Regions from separate parts of the Mus musculus genome. Here region 2 is linked to region 1. A link is a contact called in public promoter capture Hi-C data. All regions are on one chromosome and are shown on one strand. Each heading gives the region's core, a stretch centred on a gene start, on an enhancer-like site or on the middle of the called end of the contact. The rest is flanking DNA. Distances are from core to core; before and after follow the strand shown.

What was found. Promoter capture Hi-C pulls out the DNA fragments that hold promoters and counts their contacts.
Region 2: a promoter capture Hi-C map of embryonic stem cells shows a contact between it and region 1, with 4 times the contacts expected there. The contact joins the promoter of Large2 here to the promoter of C1qtnf4 in region 1. A contact is called at or near these places in 3 of 39 promoter capture datasets (embryonic stem cells, liver and neutrophils).

What each region holds. Positions count from the first base shown.
Region 1 is chr2:90,882,888-90,888,049 of GRCm38.p6, forward strand. It overlaps C1qtnf4 (C1q and tumor necrosis factor related protein 4), which reads left to right and starts at 2,899. Exons shown (of 2, transcript NM_026161.3): 1 at 2,899-3,116.
Region 2 is chr2:92,367,831-92,372,992 of GRCm38.p6, forward strand. It overlaps Large2 (LARGE xylosyl- and glucuronyltransferase 2), which reads right to left and starts at 3,227. Exons shown (of 15, transcript NM_172670.3): 1 at 3,151-3,227; 2 at 2,909-3,063; 3 at 2,736-2,833; 4 at 2,347-2,429; 5 at 2,030-2,153; 6 at 1,660-1,831; 7 at 1,438-1,542; 8 at 1-36. The coding sequence starts at 3,008.

The DNA.
Region 1 (5,162 bases), core at 1,649-4,148:
TAAGGACCCAGTCTTGGCTCACCTGAGGGCTGACCCTGTGCCAAGAATTTGGGCTCCGAGGCTTGAGAGGTGATCCTGAGGTTAAAAACACACGTGCAGGGCTGGAGAGATGGCTCAGCGAGTAAGAGCACCGACTGCTCTTCCAAAGGTCCTGAGTTCAAATCCCGGCAACCACATGTTGGCTCACAACCATTCATAACAAGATCTGATGCCCTCTTCCGGAGTGTCTGAAGACAGCTGCAGTGTACTTACATATAATAAATAAATAAATATTAAAAACAAACAAACAAAACCCACACGTGCAGAGTTCAGTTCCCAGCACCCACTTGAGGCAGCTCCTGTAATTGTAATTTCAGCTCCAGAGAATCAGATACCCTCTTCTGACCTCTGTGGGTACCTTCATGCATGTATGATATGAAGCAGTGAATCCAGCCTATGTATGTATGTATACATACAGAGACTAATAACACTTCAACCTCCCTTTTAGCCCACAACCTACCAGAGGAAGGGGAAAGAAAGGTAAATAGGAAACGGGGGTTAGGGACTTGTTTAACAATAGTTCTTTGGGAGAGATTCCAATCTTCATTGTCAGCAAGCCAGTACACTAGCAACACACCAACCACGAATCAGCAGTGGCTCAATCCAGAAGAAACGTCAAGGCTCTGCCGTTGGGCACGAGTCCCATGAAGTGGCAACAAGCAGCTAGATCACCACCAGAAGTTCTTTAGTGCATTACTCTCTGAGAAGTCACAACAAATGAAGATCAGCAAAGAAAGCAAGGCGAACCAATGCCAGAGCCTCGTCTACTGTCTGTCGGGTTATACGTATACTCTTTCCAAACATCAGTGTTCTCTCAATCATTGCTCCAGAAAAACATCACATGACACAATAGAATCTTTAGAAATTTACACACACACACAGAGACAGAGAGAATGAGTGAATGAATTTAGGTTTGAATAGTTATTTAGGAGGTAATTCCAGGAAACAGGTGGGTCCTGAAAGGAAAGAAGGAAACTAAAGCATGCAGATGTTACTAAGTTGTCACTAAAGGTGTTTCTTTCTTTTAATTATTGTTTTATTTTATGTTCATTGGTGTTCTACCTGCTTGTAGTATGTGTGAGGGTGTCAGTTCCACTGAAACTAGAGTTATAGACAGATGTGACCTGCCATGTGGGTGCTGGGAATTGAACTCGGGTCCTTTGAAAGGGCAGCCAGTACTCCTGATCCCTGAACTATCTCTCCAGCCTCTAAAAGGGTTTCTTAATTCTCCTAGAACACATCTTGGAACTGGGTATAGGAAGTTCCTCCTGAGGAACCAGGAAGCTGCAGTATTCACTCCCAGCCCCTACCCTTCATTAGTTGAGGGTTGCTAGAGGGTTCTAGCTTTCCATTACTCTGGCCTTATTTAACTGCACAGCCAAGAATGCTCCAGGAGAGAGATGCAAATGGGAGTTGGGGCCAAAATGTGTGCAGGTAACATCCAGGCTAGGGAGGCATCCTGGGTGAGAGGGCACAGCACTGCCAGCACTTGCAGTTTGAACCAGGTAGGAGTAAGCAAAGACTACAACTTAGCCTGGGCCCTTTTCTCTGAGCCCTGATGATTCCTAACTTCCTATCTGGTATATCTGTGGCTCTTCCACTCCTAACTACCCCCACACCCACCAGCACCCCATCATGCCTTCCCTGGCCTCTCCCTTCCCAAGGCCCTGCTGGCTGCCATGTTATCTACCCATTACCAGCCCACCCTGATTCCTTTGTTGAGAGTTCTTCCATATTAAGTGTCAAATGTCTTCCAGCCCCAGTTGGGATTCAAATGTCCTGCCTCTCTCCCTCCCACACCTTCCTGCCCTGAATAAGAGGTCCAGTGCCTAAGGAGGACCACAGGTGTCACAGGATGGCTCCTGGCCTTTCCCTGTGGGACTCATCCCACCCTCAGTGCCCTGCCCATTGGAGTGCCCCCCTCCCCAGCTTTCAAGGAGAAGGAGACATTTGTGATCTGGCAAGGGCTAGGCAGGCACTTTGCCTTGTGCCTCCTTGTACCCAACAGCGTGGAGGAACTGCCCAAGCTCATCACTTCTCCATGGGTAATTTATACTCCAGTAACTGGGGCCAGGTATGTGGAGAATTCCAGAAGGAAAGCTCCTGAGGGCCAGGGCTTCTGCGAGCCTGTGAGGGTGAGGGGGGGCGTGGGGCGTGGAGGAGATGCTGATCTCAGCCCCTGAGGTGTTGTTGGACTCCTACGAGTGTGGGCATAGCTCCCCAGAAAGTCCATGCCCCACACGGGGACCTCCTATTGCCCTTCTCAACCTTTTCCGGAAAAGAAAAATTCAGTACGTCCCAAGGATCCTGCACCTTCTTTGTTCTTCTCAGAGGGTCTCAAGCTGATGTGCTGATGTCTGCAGCTTTGTCCTTCCTCCAGCCTTGCTAGCACACGCACGAGGTGCAGGGGGAGGGGCATTTGCAGACTCAGAAGTGAGGAAGGAAAAGTGGGGCATTTTCACCTCTTACTTTACTAAGGACATTGACCCATTTATCATTCTCTTCCCTCAGACCTTCCCCCCAAGGCCACTCAGCGTGGACATCTGTCCCATACAAAATCTCACCTCCTACTGTCCTTGCTTGCAGCACAGTCCATGCCTTGCCCGAGTCCTCTCTCCCCACACAAACCAGAAAGCTGGTCTGTAGGATGCCTTGGGCCACCCTAGGGTGGCCTCTCTAGCGGCCTCGGTTTCCCCACCTGCTAACTTGGATCAATGACGCCTGAGCGCGGCACCCGGTGGGTAACGCTCAGGATCCAGGAATGAGGAAGGGTCCCATGCTCAGCGCAGGCTCGGTGCGGTGCCCCAGGCCCAACTGCTCGGCGCCCCTCCCTCGTCCTCCGCTCTCCCCTCCGCCTCCCCTGCTCCCCGCCCTTGCGTTTCTCCGCTTCAGCTTCTGCTGTCCTTCCCACTTGCTCACGCCTCCCTTGCCGGGGTCCCCACTCGTCGCCGGCTAAACCCCCGCCACCCCTGGAGGCCCGGTCAAGCCGCAGCGCGGGCGACCAGTGTGTAGCCCGGCGTCCTCACCGAGCAGGATAGCCGGCTGGGACCGAAGCCGACCCGCCCGCCACCAGCCAGGTGAGGGCAGCCCGGAGGAGGCGGGGGCGCAGGCTTCTCTTCTATGCGAGCGGGGGCGGCGGGAGGCACGAGGGACCCGGTCCCTTTTCCTGGAAAGGAGGACCTGGGCGCTTTTTCATGAAAGAGGCTCAGGGGCTTTTACTTCAGAGGGAGGGGTGGAGGGCAGGGATAATGGAAAAGGGGCTTGCGGGGACCCCTTAATGGGGCATTTTTCCCCACGAGAAGGGACTTATTGACTGCTTCTGTAAAAGTGGGGCTCACATTCTTGGAAGGATGCGGACTTTCAAGGAAGATACAGGGGGGTTCTGGCACGGTTTGAAAGCAGTGTTAACTGGGATATGGGAACAAGGCGCTAGGGGCTTGGAGATGCCCTTAGTCTGACATCGCTGCACCTTCTCCATTGGTTCTATGGCTCTGGGTCTATCCAGCTCTGTCCCAGTTTTCCTCTTTGAAGATGACTATTTTTGAGCTTCACCTGGACAGAGCTTTGTGCAGCCATTTCCTTTCCTGGAGCTCTGAGACCCACCTGACGCCTTACCATCCTCCTCTGACCTGCTGGGGAATGGGATTGTTAGAGGAAAGGATCCAGGGTTCAGGGGCATGTGCAGTGGAGTACGGAAGGTAGGAAGGGTATTGGACACACAAGAACCTTTGGCACTGGTGGGTTCATCTGACTTAGAGGGGAGGTGGCAAAGGATAAGGTGGGCAGGAGCTTCGAGCGAAGACCTGCCAGGAAAGCTGCCGGGCAGAGGGAGAGCTCCCACCTCTCAGCAAACAAATGACAGAGGCTGTGCTTGCCTTTGTTTGCTTCCTCCTTCGCTCCCTTGTCTCTTCTGGTTTTGCAAAAGGGGTCACTGAGGCGGGAAACACATTGACCTTTGTGTAAGAGGGAGAGCTGGTAGAGAAGCGCACTGATTTGAAATGGAAAAAAAGAACAAACCCTCTGTTTAAGGCTAAGAGTTCAGTGGATGACCTTGAGCCAAAACGTGTACCCCTCGTTTAGGCACCAGATTTCTCATCCATAAAATGGAAGAGGGCTTATCTATATGTCCAAAAGAGCTTTGTATGAAGAAACAGAGTGGACCGGACACTTCTCAGGTGTAGTTCTCACTACTATGGATGGACCCTTTCCCTCCTCCCTACCCTCACCCCATAACCCATAGGACAGAGAGTCAGAAAAGTATGGAAGGAGTCAGCGTTCAGCTGGACTTGAGGTCTTTCTTGTGAGAATTATATGGCAGTGCAGTTTATTCTGACAGCTGGGCAGTGGACTGCAGGCGAACATCCAGGAGTGCGCCACAGCTGCACAGCTGGACCTGGCCGCTCTCAGCAGCCCCTCAACCCCCGGAATCTGCAAGAGACTCAAGGCTACACACACTTTCAGGGTACTTCCCAGAAAAGCTCTTGCCCCGAGTTGTCTGTCTCTAGCTTCCTGCCTGCCTGCCTCCACCTTGGAGTCCACGTTAAAGCATGACAGAATCCCAGCATTAGTGACTCCCAGGGACTGGATAATGCTTCCCCAAGCTCTCCATTTACTGAGGCTCTAACCTTGTCATGTCAAGAACCTGACCATATCGCTTTCCCCAGGGGTAAAGAACAGTCGCCTCTAGGTCTGTCCCAGTACCATGTCCCAGTACAGACCATGCTCACAATTGCTGTCTGGGTGGCGTATGCTTAGCACCAGTTTGTGTGGCCCTCCATTGTGCCATTTACACGGATGAAGCCTTACTCAGAGAGTTAAACAAAACAAAAAAAAAATTGCCTAAGGTGACCGGGGCACGACTCAGTGTCCGAGTGCCTGCAGTTCATTCCAAGTCCCATATCTAGGTCTAAGTGTCTGCCACTCCCAAATGAAGCTGATGACCTCACCATCCTGCCAGAGCACTACCAGAATTTTATTTTGTCCTCCCAAGCCTCAATAGCCATGACTCTCTCCTTCCCACAGGAGCCAGCCAGCCTCCAAGCACAAAGAGACAAAGGGAGTTATCCCCCTGAATAATTAAAAGAAATGTATGTATATGGGTGTTTTGCTTGTATGTATATTTG
Region 2 (5,162 bases), core at 1,977-4,476, 1.5 Mb after region 1:
TTTGCTGGAGCCTGTCCAGCCACAGCAGGATCACACCTGCCAGCAGGGAGAGAGGTTGCCATGCCCACCGGGACATCCGGATCTATCCCGAGTCTTTTGAATGTACTTTTTGTAGTATGGGGCGGGGGTGGGGGGTGGGGGGTGGTTGTGTGTGTGTGGGGGAGAGCCCGGACCCTCTTACATTCAAGATAGCCTACCACTGAACTATACCCGCCAGCTGCTTTTTAAATTTTATTTTGAAGAACTAAAGAGATAGATACATGATTAAGTACACTTGTTGCTCTTGCAGAGGATCCAGGTTCGAGCCCTGGAACCCACATGGTGACTCACAGCCCTTGTAACTCATTTCAGAGGATTCGGTGCCCTCTCTGATCTCCATTGGTTGTAGGCATGAATGCAGTGCACATACATACATGCAGACTAAACTTTCATACACATAAATCTTTTTTTAAAATATTATTTTGAAATAGGACCTCACTAAGTCTCTTTGACTGGCCTCAGCCCCCCAAGACGCAGCACCACACCAGGCTGCAAGGTCTGAATTGCACAGGCGGTCACCTAACAGTGCTTTGGTCAACACTATAAAGCATACACTGCAGATGGTACATGATTAAATGAAATAAAAAGTCACCAGCTAGCGCTGGGGTAGCTCAGTCGTAGTGCGTGTCTGTCATGCATAAAGCCCTGGCTTATGGCCCCCGCTTGGCATTAACCAGAGAGCATATACCTGGAGTCCCAGCCCTGGGGAGACAGAGGCAGGAGGATCAGAAGTTCAAGGCCATCCTCGGGTACATAGTTAAGTTCAAAGACAGACTGGATGCATGAGTCCTTGTCAAACCGACCAACCAACCTACTTCTACCTGGTACGTTTCCTCCATGCCTTTTCCAGTTTCAGCTATACAGACATTTGCCATTGAACTACAGCTGCCTGGCTGTCAGTAGGCACTCAACCCAGTAACATGCTGGGTGTTCCCAGGCCACACCACAGCCTGGAGAAGAGTAGGCTAGCCCATCTGGGTATGTGTAAACACACCCTCTGGTGTGTGCACAGCAACAAAATTGCCTAATGGCAAATCCCTCAGAATACGTCCAAACTGGTAACACGGGACTATATTTTCTGATGGTTCAGATGCAATTGTCCATAATTCCCTTGGGTACAGAGGAGCTGTATATACTCCTCAGCTCACAGAAACCTCCCCACGTCAGGGTTATCTCAACTCTTCCCATTATGTGGATGGGAAAACAGAGTCTCAAAGGGAACAAAGAGCTGGCACCACCATTTGGTACAAACACAAAAGTTAGGTGAGTTCTCTTTACCCACGGTCTGGTCCAAAGCACTGGCAGAGCTCTTTTGGGAGGGCTTCCTAGCATTCTGTGCCCACCCCACCCCTGAGGCCCACAGCCCACCCAATCCTGCCTCCCTCACCACTGTCCCACCTGTGTTAAATCCCCTGCCCAAGGCAGGCCAGGGCCTATGGTTCTTCCAGAGGTTGCCCAGGTACCAGTCGCTCTGGTTCTCCACGAGACCGACCACCTGCTTGTCTGGGAGGGGAGGGTGGAAGGGAGCTGCCTGGGGATGTGGGCTCTGGGCTTATCCAGAGCAGTGGCCTGGGGAAGCTGGGGAAGGGGCAGGCTAGGGCAAGGTTGCAGGTGTCTCACCAGAAAAATGATCAAAGAGTGCCCAGAGCTCCACAATGTCAGAGGAGAAAGTGACGTCGGTATCCAGGACGATGACTCGGGCCAGGCTGGGAGGCAGGATGCTGGGAAGTACTAGCTTCATTAGCCCATAGAGGCCAGAGTAGTGTTTGTTGGGGATCCAGGAGACCAGGGGCTGTCCGGAGGGGGCGGGGGTAGAGATAACATAGCAAGTGGCACAGCAGGACGTAGCCATCGCCCCCCCCCCCCCAAAGGATGAAAGATTTCAGCTCCAGGAGGTCTAGTAGGACAGAGTTTTTCCTCTCCCACCACCCACTGCTGAAAGGAAGAAGAAGGTGGGCCTAGCTGAGCACGAGCGCAGAGTTCTTCCTGCCTTGAGTTCTTCCGCATCATAGAAGCTGACCACCACCGCTGGCACCATCCATGTTCGGAAGAGTGTCTCCAGGATGTTTCTGGCTACGGCATCAGTTATCAGGTGGAGGTGCAGCGGATTTTTCCTTTTGGGTGGAGAAAGTTAGCCTAACATGGCTGTGCGGGAACAATACAGGATTCTCCCCACGGGAGGAAGCCCTGTCTGCTACAAGGAGCTCTTGGGAATGTTCTGGTGGCCCCCTTCATAAGAAAGGAAACTCAGAACAGTGGGGCTTTGTTACGGGCAGGTTTTTGACCCTCATCCAGGCCTGTCTGTACCTGTAGAATAGCAGGGACTTCGTTAGGGTAATAATCTCTCGGCTGGAGTTGTATCCCGCACACACGATAGCCACATGCAACATCTGGGGAGGGGACACCTAGGTCAGCAGCGGCCCTCAACTTCTACTAGCTAGCTTAGCCATCCTGGTCTAGAACAGTGTAGCCCCACCTGGCATCCGAGCGGAGGTGGGGATGGGGAGAAGGGGTGCCTAGATGCAACGCCTCAATTTCATAAGTGAGGAATTAGAACAGGAGTGGGGGGCGTGCGTTGCAAGCGTCCTCTGGTATCCCAGCTGGGTAGCTACATGTCAGGTGCTGTGGTTCCCACAAATGCCCAGATGGTTGGACTGGCCAGGAACCTCGGGGATGGCAGCACTTGGCACAACTACCTCGCACTTGGGTGGCAGTAGAAGCTGCGGGCTGGAGGCGGAGAGGTTGCGACTCCTGTACGGGTCTTCATCGAGGGTAGCAGTTGTGCCCAGTCCATCTGAAAAGACACGTGGCGTGAGCAGGCAGCGGTCACACAGGGTCCCTTCTTCCCCTGCCCAGCTCCGGCGCTTACAATCCGGGTCCCGGCCGAACAGGAAGAAGCCAACCACTAGCAACAGCAGCAGCAGCAGCACGGCGGCCCCCATTGCCCGGGGGCGACCTCGGGGCAGCATGACTGTGGGACTCAGGGCGGGGCGCGACCCCGGGCTGCGGGCTCCATCACCGACCCTGCGGACCAAGGACCATAGCAAGATGAGCACTGGACCGCGGGGCCCGACGGCTACTCGCCCTGCTGTGCGCAGCAGCTGGCCTCACCTGCTCCAGTGGCTCCGGGAAGGCCCTGTTCCTCCTGCGACCGCCCTGCAGTCAGGTCCCGGTCAGAATCGCGAACTAGCCCCGCCCCCAACCTGGGCTCAGGTTTCACCTTTGCTTAGCTGAGCTGGAAGGGGCGGGGAGACCCCCGGCAGGGCCCCGCCCCTGCACCGCACGGTCTGGGAACCTTCAACCCCTTTTAGGGTGGTTTTGCACCATGGCACGGGGAGGGCTAAAGGCCTTGGGGACGGCTACCCAGGGTGGTCCTGTGCCCACTACCTGCACCCTCCTGGCTCTGGGACTCCATTCCTAAGGGGAGGAACGGATGACTCTCAAAGAATTGGCAAACACACCGCGGAAGTTTAGGAAGCTGAGGGTAGTGGGGATGGGATAGGAATGTCCGGCCCAGAGGTTAGGGACACCTGCTCAGTTCGACGACAGGAGGCTGGGCCTGCTGGGGCCACCTGTAGCCTGCAGGCGTCCTCCCTGGCCCTTAGCCCTACCCAGAAGCAGACTGGAAGATGCGGGCACTGTGCCCTTTTGAAGGCCACCTCCCCTCCTGCTGGCCAAGAGCCTCCTTGCCGCTGGGGCAGGGCCAGGCATCCCCCACTCTTGTCTAGAAAGCTGTGATTGTGCCGGGCTCCAAGGCCTGGATTTCTTCCTCCCTTTTCTCTCCACCCTTCAGCGGGCCTCCGGCACGCCTTTTGCCCTGTAGGGGTGCAGGGAGCTCTGGACTGTGAAGGAGACCCGCCACGGTCGGTTCAGCACAGACTGAATGCCAAGCCCTGAGCTAAGTGTTTGCCAAGTCTTTACTCAGGTAATCCTCACATCACCCGAAGGACACAAGATGAGATTGTCCCTGAAGAGTGAAAGGAACCTACCTATAGCCTTTGGCTACTTGCTAGGCAGGCAGCCTTTCACTGCTCCTGTAGGCTCCCAGCTGTGGCGGGTCTTCTACCTCAAGACCTGCCCCTGCCCTTCCTCCTGGAATGTAGTTTTCTCTACATCTCTTACTTATTTTCCCAGGTCCTCAAGGGAAGTTGAAGTTGCCTGTTTGTTCTGGGAGGTAGCCCCCACCTCCCACACCTCCACGCACATTCCAGGCATTCAATGTGTGTATGGAAACTGGGTGAGAACTTGGACCTGCCCTTTAAGGTAAGGGCCTCACCAGCAGCTCAAGCTGGGCCTTTTAGCGGGAAAGTCCAGTTGTATAAAGGGAGGCAGATCCATCAACAGTAGCCTGGGGCTGGCTCCCGTGATCGGAATGCCTTTCTCTGGGAGATGAGGATCAGCCTGTAGGTCTTTAGCGGTTGCTATGGAAACCGAAAGCCGCCTCTTGGACTTTTAGGAATTAAGAGAAAACCCTGGTGTGCAGGGCTTTGAGTCCCGGTGCTCCATTGTCATCCTCAGCCTGCTGTGCAGTTGGGATCTGGGTCAGGGGTGGATGAGAGTGGCCCTCAACCCAGAGCAATGGTTGTGGGAATCAAAATGTGAAGGAGCACGGAGGGTCACAGGCAGAGCCTAGACCAAGGTAATTTCATAAAGAGAGGTGAGCTGGTGGAGATACTAACTCTGTTGATCCCACTTGGGTCACTCATGTGGATCCTGTCGAAACTTCAGCACTGTGGGTGGGGTAGTGAGAGGGAAGGGCAGAAAAAATCTGCTGGACCTTCAAGAAGCCCTTTGGGAGTCTTCCAAGGAAAGGAAAGCCCAAGTGAGCCTAGTCCTTAGGAGCTGAGATCTCCCCCTCTCCTGCCAACCATTTGAGCCAGTTCTTTGCTTTGTGACCTTGGACCTGTCCCGAACCCTCTCTAGGATTCTGCCGTCCTCATCTGGGCCTGTCCAACTGGTCTTTCTTCTCCCCATGGTTTAGGACACACCGAAGGTGTGAGGATCCAGCACAATTTATCCCGAGGCCTTTGCAGCCCAGCCTTGCCACTAGGTCCAGGCAGGAATCCAAAAGGGAGGGGCCTCCTGCCTGCCCGCCAAGCCTGCGCACACCTCTGCTCTTTGTC